Regions from separate parts of the Sus scrofa genome. Here all the other regions are linked to region 2. Evidence: chromatin contacts called from public HiChIP or PLAC-seq data. All regions are on one chromosome and are shown on one strand. Each heading gives the region's core, a stretch centred on a gene start, on an enhancer-like site or on the middle of the called end of the contact. The rest is flanking DNA. Distances are from core to core; before and after follow the strand shown.

What was found. HiChIP or PLAC-seq counts read pairs in DNA pulled down with a chosen protein or histone mark.
Region 1: an H3K27ac HiChIP or PLAC-seq map of alveolar macrophages shows a contact between it and region 2. The contact joins two enhancer-like sites.
Region 3: a contact with region 2 is called in an H3K27ac HiChIP or PLAC-seq map of alveolar macrophages. The contact joins two enhancer-like sites.

Annotation. Positions count from the first base shown.
Region 1 is chr10:50,589,823-50,592,522 of Sscrofa11.1, reverse strand. It overlaps ARHGAP21 (rho GTPase-activating protein 21), which reads right to left. Exons shown (of 26, transcript XM_021064916.1): 2 at 278-428; 3 at 250-275. Among named protein-coding and RNA genes, the nearest start is that of ARHGAP21, 50 kb to the right of the region's middle. Within about 2 kb of position 1,257, at least 31 of the 83 cell types and tissues checked have an H3K27ac peak or open chromatin away from gene starts, as enhancers often do. A contact at or near this core is called in alveolar macrophages, where this site is marked.
Region 2 is chr10:50,427,791-50,430,490 of Sscrofa11.1, reverse strand. All of the region lies in intron 3 of PRTFDC1 (phosphoribosyltransferase domain-containing protein 1), which reads right to left. Among named protein-coding and RNA genes, the nearest start is that of PRTFDC1, 63 kb to the right of the region's middle. Within about 2 kb of position 1,355, at least 5 of the 83 cell types and tissues checked have an H3K27ac peak or open chromatin away from gene starts, as enhancers often do. A contact at or near this core is called in alveolar macrophages, where this site is marked.
Region 3 is chr10:50,616,142-50,618,841 of Sscrofa11.1, reverse strand. The region is part of intron 4 of ARHGAP21 (rho GTPase-activating protein 21); the gene reads right to left. Among named protein-coding and RNA genes, the nearest start is that of ARHGAP21, 76 kb to the right of the region's middle. Within about 2 kb of position 1,316, at least 26 of the 83 cell types and tissues checked have an H3K27ac peak or open chromatin away from gene starts, as enhancers often do. A contact at or near this core is called in alveolar macrophages, where this site is marked.

The DNA.
Region 1 (2,700 bases), core at 8-2,507, 160 kb before region 2:
GAAAAAATAGAATCAAGTTTAGAATTAGACATTCTTTTAAAAAAGATTTGGAATTCATAATCAGTATGATCTTTCAGAGGAGATTAAAGTGTCTGGTTCAGAGAGTAGAAAAATATCTAAAAATTTGGAAAAATATAATAACAGTGTAAATATAAACTAATTCTTTTAAGACAGAAGGAAGGCAGGATGAGAAGAAGACAAGAAGGAGACAGGAATTGCCTTGCATTCTTCTTTAATTACTTCTCTTACCTTATATGAAAATTGAATTGCAGACTCGGGGGATAAACAATAAAATGCCTCAATGTGAAACCGAAGCCTTGAGATGTTCTTTTCAACATAACTGTTTTGGGACCTGGCCAGGAGAATGTTTCATCTTCGGATGGTGATACAGTTTCACTCTGTTCTTTTCCATCTTTACTTTTTGATACCTAAAGTGAAAAGATGATTAAAAGTTAACTATAGGACACAATATACTTCATCACTTGGGGGAAAAATATGTGTAAAAATATAATACCTGAGGCACAGACAGAAACTCAGTGGAGAAAAAGAACCATATTCTGATGCATATGTGGTATAACAAGTCAGAAAGAGGATCAAAAAACTCAACTTTTTTTCTACTAGAAAGGGAGGCTATAAAAAGTTAATCAGAAGCAAGAAAGAACTCTTGAAAATGAGAAATATAATGGCTAAAATGTTAAATGCAATAAAAGGAATGAAAGATAACACGAAGAAAATCTCAGAGAGCTCTAAGGACTAGGAAACAGAAACTATGAAAGAAGAGACAGGAAACTCTTGCCGAGTAAGAACACAAAAAACTGTTATGAGTCCAACAGCAGCAAAGGATATTAGAAAGTAAGAGATAAGGCTTTGGGTTCTGAGCACAACCTCGGTATCCACATAGATAACCCTTCTAATATCCTGACTTTCCAGTCTTTGCTCCCCCCCAAACCACCACCACCCCGGCCCTCACGGCCCCCTGTCCTCACTTCCCTCATAAGCCAGTTTTGACTCAGTCCTTTGCCTTTCTCTCACTTCCTCAAAGTTGCCTAAGAAAACCCAACTCTGGCTAAATCAACATCGTCTGCTCTGGACCTGCATCTAGGCTGTCGAATTTTTTATGCAGAAAAACAAAAAATTAAGCCAACTGCTTTCAATCTAAGTTCCCGATGGGGAGTTCCCTTCGCGGCTCAGTGGTTAACGAACCTGACTAGTAACCATGAGGTTGTGGGTTCAATCCCTGGCCTCGCTCAGTGAGTTAAGAATCCGGTGTTGCCGGGAGCTGTGCTGTAGGTCACAGACGTGGCTCAGATCTGTGTTGCTGCGGCTGTGGTGTAGGCGGGCAGCTACAGCTCCGATTCACCCCCTACCCTGGGAACCTCCATATGCCCCGAGTGTGGCCCCCAAAAGACTAACAATAATAACAACCTCAGGAGAGTCTTCAGTGTGGTCTGGCCATGCTAACAGGGTCTCCCCATCCCTTCATTCCAGACGACTGTTTCTTCCCTTCCCCCACCCTCACTTGTAGCTAACAACCCTGCTTTCATTGCACAAAACCACGCAAGCAAGAAAACGAGAACTTAGTGACCAGCCATCCACCCTGCAGCTGGAGCACGCTCTCTGGTTTTCCCTCTGGACAATGGCTGAACCTCCCATTGGCCCACAGCCCCACCACTTATGTGCTAGACCCCGTTCCTCTTCCTAGACCAAGACATGGTCCCAGCAAGTCCCCTGCCCCCCCGCCGGCTCTCATGCATCATCTGTTTTCTCTTCGCTACATCATTCCCATCCCCTGTGTGTACATTTCCTAAGTTCTTTCATCTTAAAACATGACAGAAATTCTCTCTTGACCACAGCCCTCTCCAGCTTCCACTTTGTTGTTCTGCTTATCTTCAGAGCGAAACCCCTTGGAAGTTGTCTGCAGCTGCTATCTCCAATTCTTCCTCTCCCATTTATCTCGTAAATCTCCTTAAATCAGACTTTGGCCTCCGTAATTCCCTGGAACTGCTCTTGTCAAGGTCAACAATGGCTTCTACATCGCTGAACGGAATGGTCACTTCTCAGCTCTCGTCTTCCGTGACCTGTCAGTGGGTAAGGGATTACTTCCTTCTTGAAAAACGTTTCCATGGGACTTCCTACACTGATCTGAATTTCCTCCTACCCCTGGGGTCCTTCTGCTTAGTCTCTCTGTGGCTTCATCTGCTCGACTTGTGAGTTTAGGAGCACCTGGGACTCAGCCCAGGGACCCTTCTACCTCGACTCTGGCGGGTGGTGATCTCTAGCCCAGTGTGCATCTCTAGCCCAGACATCTCCCCAATCTAACAGACACCTCAAACTTAACATGTCTACTTTGCTGCTCAGATTTTGTATTCAATTACAACTCCAAGTTCACCTCAGCAGTTTTGAAATGTCACCTTCATCCAATGACAAATACTTGAATATGCTTGATTCTATTACATTTTAAATTACACTCCACTAGTGAATCATGCCTGTTCTTCCACAATGATTTACTTTAGAAGAAGGTGTTTAAACCTAAATAATCCTCCTGGAGGCAATTTTTCAAGAGACTTCTAAATCCTGAACACTTTCATCATAAGTCAATACCTAGGCTATTACTAGTGAGCCATTCATCAACTTCATTTTCTTTTCCATTTGGGAAGGCAGCTAGATAGTAATATTTCGCCACCAAACTTGCAGCAGAAG
Region 2 (2,700 bases), core at 106-2,605:
GAGTAACCCCCACCCAACACAACAAGGCTCTTTTCTTTATGACTAATAAAGTCATCTTGGGTCAGAAGGGACCATAATGATGAGAAGAAGCTATAGGCTGGTAGGAATAATGAAGGGTCATCAAGAAAAGGGAAAAAGGGAGGAGTTAAGAAGAAAATGGACCCTTACGTCAATGTAGTTATGAAAGACCCCAGGAAAGAGGAAACTGTTTAAAAACAGGTTCAATGACTTCACTTTATATGGACTCTGAAACCTTGAAACAGAATATCCTCTTGTTTTGAACCTCGGTATGGATTTGTTGTTTTGGTTTAAATTATTATTATTTTCTTTTTTTTTTTTAATGGCTGCATCCATGGCATATAGAAGTTTCTAGGCCAGGAATTCAATCTGAGTTGCAGCAACATTGGGTCCTTTAATCCACTATGCAGGGCTGGGGATCGAACCTGCACCTCTAGAGTCACTTGAGTCACTGCACTTGGATTCTTAACCCACTGCACCACAGCAGGAACACCTATGTTTTTAAATTATGCATCAGAAGGAAGAACAAGCTGAGCCCTTGACCCATCTCAATGATCCCAAAGGACTTCAGTAAAATCAGGTGTTTTCAAATGTGGATGACCACATCCTAGTGGTGACTATTTCTTAAAAGACTATTTTCTCCACACAATTTTTTCCCCCTAAATAACCCATTGAAAATTTATAATTATTAGTTTTTAAAAAAGTAACCAAATGGAAAGAGTGGAGAAATCTTAAACCAGCTCTCACAAATCCATTTTAAGATTGCCAGGGGTTGGGATGGTGAACAGGAAGGGCCAAGGGAGAGAACTGGTGGCAGATCCTGGGCTGGGGAAACGTCTAGAACACACACTGGTTTTTGGCATCAGACTGGGTCTGCTTTTGTTCCCACTCAACTGTACTCTGGGTCCAAAAGGTTCTGCTTCCTCCTGTGACTTCTCACCTTAAAATATTTCTGACATTGCCCATGCCTCCAAAATGAAGTCTCATTTTGCCATGGCAGTGGGCAAGGCTATCTTTAGAGCCAGGCAAGAGAGGTCTTGCACATCACAAATACTTAGCTGATTTTTTCGTTTTGGTCTTAAAAGGAAGTTTTGGGGAGTTATCCTTGTGGCTCAGCAGAAACAAATCCGACTAGTATCCGTGAGGATGCAGGTTTGATCCCTGGCCTCGCTCAGTGAGTTGGGGATCTGGCGTTGTCATGAGCTGTGGTGTAGGCCGGCAGCTGCATTTTCAGTTCTGCCCCTAGCCTGGGAACTTCCATGTGCCTCGGGTGTGACCCTAAAAATCTTTAAAAAAAAAAAGGAAGTTTTGGAGGAAGATTTTGAGAGAGTTTGAGCTAAGAGAAATTATGCAAGAGGGATATGTGTGCCGAACTGGGCTTTGCCCCCAGCCCCTCACAGGGCCACATTTGTGTGGGGAAGATACTAGTGGCCTTTCTTGGGAACCCAGACAAAAAGGGCTGGTGTATTTCCAAGCCGATTGCTCTAAATTACCCAAAGCAAGTGCCTTAGAGGCTGGACCCCGCAGATAACTGTGTTCCCTCCTGCCTCTCTGCTCAGGAGGGATGGTCTCAGAGGCATCTGAGTTAGAAAAGAGAGGCATGAAGACTCTAGCTGTCCAACTCCCTGGGGAGTTTAACCCGGCCAGTCCCACGCAGGGTTCAGGCAGGCTCAGTCACCACCTGGGAGCTGGTCCTGGCCCAGTTGGTGTCCTGCCCTGCCCAGCAGGCACATGGCTCTGCTCAGGCTTGCAGAGTGCAGGGATGAGCAGGGCTCCTGTAGCCTCCAGCTCCCCTAATCTGGCTAGAAACAGGAGCCTGGTCATGGACAAAACTGTAACGTTTCAAAACCTTAACTCTTTAGGCATATGGTATGTGAATCTGTTTGTTCCCTTGCCCTGGGGTCCATCCGTATTAGACTTTGAGAACCACGTGCTGGGTATTTATGAAGTGCAAGGCGCTAGGCCAGTCACATGACTTACATGAACCCTACCAAATTCCTAAGAGGTACGATCCAGCACTCGCACCCCTTGGTATTTATCCACGAAGCCAAACACTTATGTCCACACAAAAACTCACACCCAAATATTTATAGCAGTTTTGTTCACAAGTGCCAAAATCCTGGAGGCAACCAAGAGGTCCCTCGGTGCGTAAGTGGGTAAATAAACTGTGCAATGAAATATTATTCAGCACTAAAAAGAAATGAGCCGTCAAGCCATGAAAAGAAGCTTAAACGCACATTACTAAGTGAAAGAAGCCAATCTGACAAGGGTACATATTGTATGATTCCAACTTTCTGAAAATGGCAAAACCATGGAGAGAGTAAAGATTAATAGTTGCCAGGAGTTCAGGGGAGGGAGAGGAAGAGGCAGAGCACATTTTAAAGGTGATTTTTAGGGTCATGAAAATACTCTATGATACCATAATAATGGATACATATTATTATACCTTTGTCCAGACCCATAGAATGAACAAGACCAAGAGTGAACCCAGTGGGAGCTACAGCCTTTGTGGGATGGTGCCAAATCAGAGGAGCTTCACCAGCTGTAGCAGACGTACCACTCTGGTGGGGGATGTTGATAGTGGGGGGAGGAGGAGGGTGTGTGGGGACATCGGCTATACCAGAACTCTCTGGACTTGCACCTGGATGTTGCTGTGAACCTAAAACTGCTCTAAAAAAATTA
Region 3 (2,700 bases), core at 67-2,566, 190 kb before region 2:
CCCTGGTGGCTCAGCCAGTTAAGGATCTGGCATTGTCACTGCAGTGTCTCAGGCTGCTGATGTGGCATGGGCTCGATTCGTGGCCTAAGAACTTCCACATGCCTCAAGCGCGGCCAAAAAAATAAAAAGCAGATCATCTTCTAACTTGATGACAAACTTTCTTTCAACCCACACCCATCTAATTTTTTTTGGTTTACTTTTTATAAAGTGTGGAAAATGTCCAGCATAGAAGTAGAGTAAAACAGCAGAATAACCCCCAGGAATATAGCTTTTTTTTTGGGGGGGGGACCTCTTTAGGACCACACCCACAGCATATGGAGGTTCCTAGTCTAGGGGTCGAATCAAGAGCTGCGGTCGCCAACCTACACCACAGCCATAGCAATGCCAGGTCCGAGCCACATCTACGACCTACACCACAGCTCACAGCAACGCCGGATCCTTAACCCACTGAGGGAGCCCAGGGATTGAACCTGCGTCCTCAAGGATACCAGTCAGATTTGTTTCCTGCTGAGCCAGGACGGGACTCCCCCATGAATATAATTTAAACAATTACTAAAAATCTGTCATCTTGTTTCATTTACACTCACATTTTTTTCCTCAAGTATTTTAAAGCAAATCCCAGGGATCAGGTCAATTCATTAATAAATACTTTAAATGCCTCAATCGGCATCGCTAACAGATAAGAACTTTTACTTCTTGAAGGAAAGACAACAAAATCCATTCACAGTTCTCCATATTGTGTAGCATTCTGCACAACATGGATCACTCAACCGACAAAACACCGAAGCCTTCCTTCTACGTTCATCTTCCTAAAAGCCACCCAACAATAATGAAAAGCATTCATGACACAGAAATGGTAGCACCAAAAGCTATGAAATAAATTTAGAAAGGTCTCAGGGGTAAAATCACAATAGAACCTAAAATTAAGTTCCAGAACAAGTTTTCCCACTCCCAGTGGAATGCTCTGCCCATGTATTCAAATCTACTGAGGTCAGATATGCAGGAGAAGACACATCACATGAAGATCTCTGGCCCACAGTGTCTGGCATATAGTGGATATTCAATAAATATTTACTGCTGACTGATTCAAACTAAAGTCTAGTAAATGCCAACAGCAAGACTGCCCAAAACAAACTCAGAGACTTGTTTCAGGAACAATGCGATTACTGTATTGCTGCTGATCTGCAGGATTTTCCTCAAATAGAAGAAAAATGCTGCCACTTAATAGTAATTTGAATACAAACCACTAGGTGTCAGACGTGAGCCAAAATTTTCCGGCATTATAAACTACCAAGGCAAGAAAGGCTTTGGAGGGTGTTATTCATTCAACAAATATTTACTGAGCTTGTACAAAGTGCCAGGAGCTGATTACCCTGCAAGGAACAAAAGAGTCCTGGGATCTGTCTCCTGGAGTATTTGAAGTTTACGAAGCATCTTTTTTTTTTTTTTTCTCTGAAGTTTCAGGAATTTCACAAAGTATGTACCACGTGTGGATTCGCAGCCCTGCTCTTCCAGTTGTGCTAGATTTCTGGGCTCTCTGCAAACCCAGAAGCATTTGTTGCAGTGCTATACCCACGAGTTATCTTTTCACCTCTGACCTTACCACTGGCCAACCCCACAATTAAACCTGCCCCTCATCCTTCTCAGGCCCTTAAGTCCTCTCTGGCCTTCGAGACCATCAGCCTCCCTCAGAAATCACTCTGGCAATAGTGCAGCCAAATTCACCACAACCTCAACTTCCTTTCCCCTCTGACCTTCCAATGCATTCCATCTGCCAATGTCCCACTATGGAGAATTCCAACCAGACCCTTCATCTCTCTTGCTTCTTGGCCTGAGATTTCAGCTGAGTAAAACTGCGTAACCCGCTGCATTAGATTCCCAGTTCAGCTCAGGGCTTGACACGACTCACTAGAGTATTTTAATTCCATCCCCTCAAGGCTGCTGTCTCAAGCTTCTAATCACCTTCTTAGCCTTGCTCTGCCATCTTGATTTCTTCACATGATTGGATAACCTTATTGCTTACTTGACGCCATCCCAACTGCTGTGTTCTCATTTTTAAAAAAACCTCCGCCTACCCTTACTTCCCTTTGCTCTTTCTCAGGTGACGACCTGCCACCAGCGTTCTTTGGGACTTTGCTCCCCAACGGTCTCTTCCCAAGTGTAAAACTTCAGCCAAACTCTCTTCTCCTCTCCAGATCTGACAACACGCAAAAGCTTCTCAAACTTCAGAGTAAAATGTCACCCTTCCTGCCACACGGCTATCCTCTCTCTCATTCTCCATCCCCTCATTCTCAAACTTCTTGAAGAATAGTCTACACTCAGGTGCCCTCATTTCTTTTAATTCAGGGTTTCTCAGACACTGATGAGCACCCACCCCCGGGACAGGAGGGTGTGTGTGTGTGTGTGTGTGTGTGTGGTGTGTGTGTGTGTGTGTGTGTGTGTGTGTGTGTGTGTGTGTGTGTGTGTGTGTGTGTGTGTGTGTGTGTGTGTGTGTGTGTGTGTGTGTGTGTGTGTGTGTGTGTGTGTGTGTGTGTGTGTGTGTGGTGTGTGTGTGTGTGTGTGTGTGTGTGTGTGTGTGTGTGTGTGTGTCTCCCATCCATTCTCAGCTCTAATTTATGTCACAGCCCCTGATACTTGGTTTCCGGATCCCCTCTGCCCACAGCACTGGAACTGTTCTCCATAACTTTACAATTTGTTACT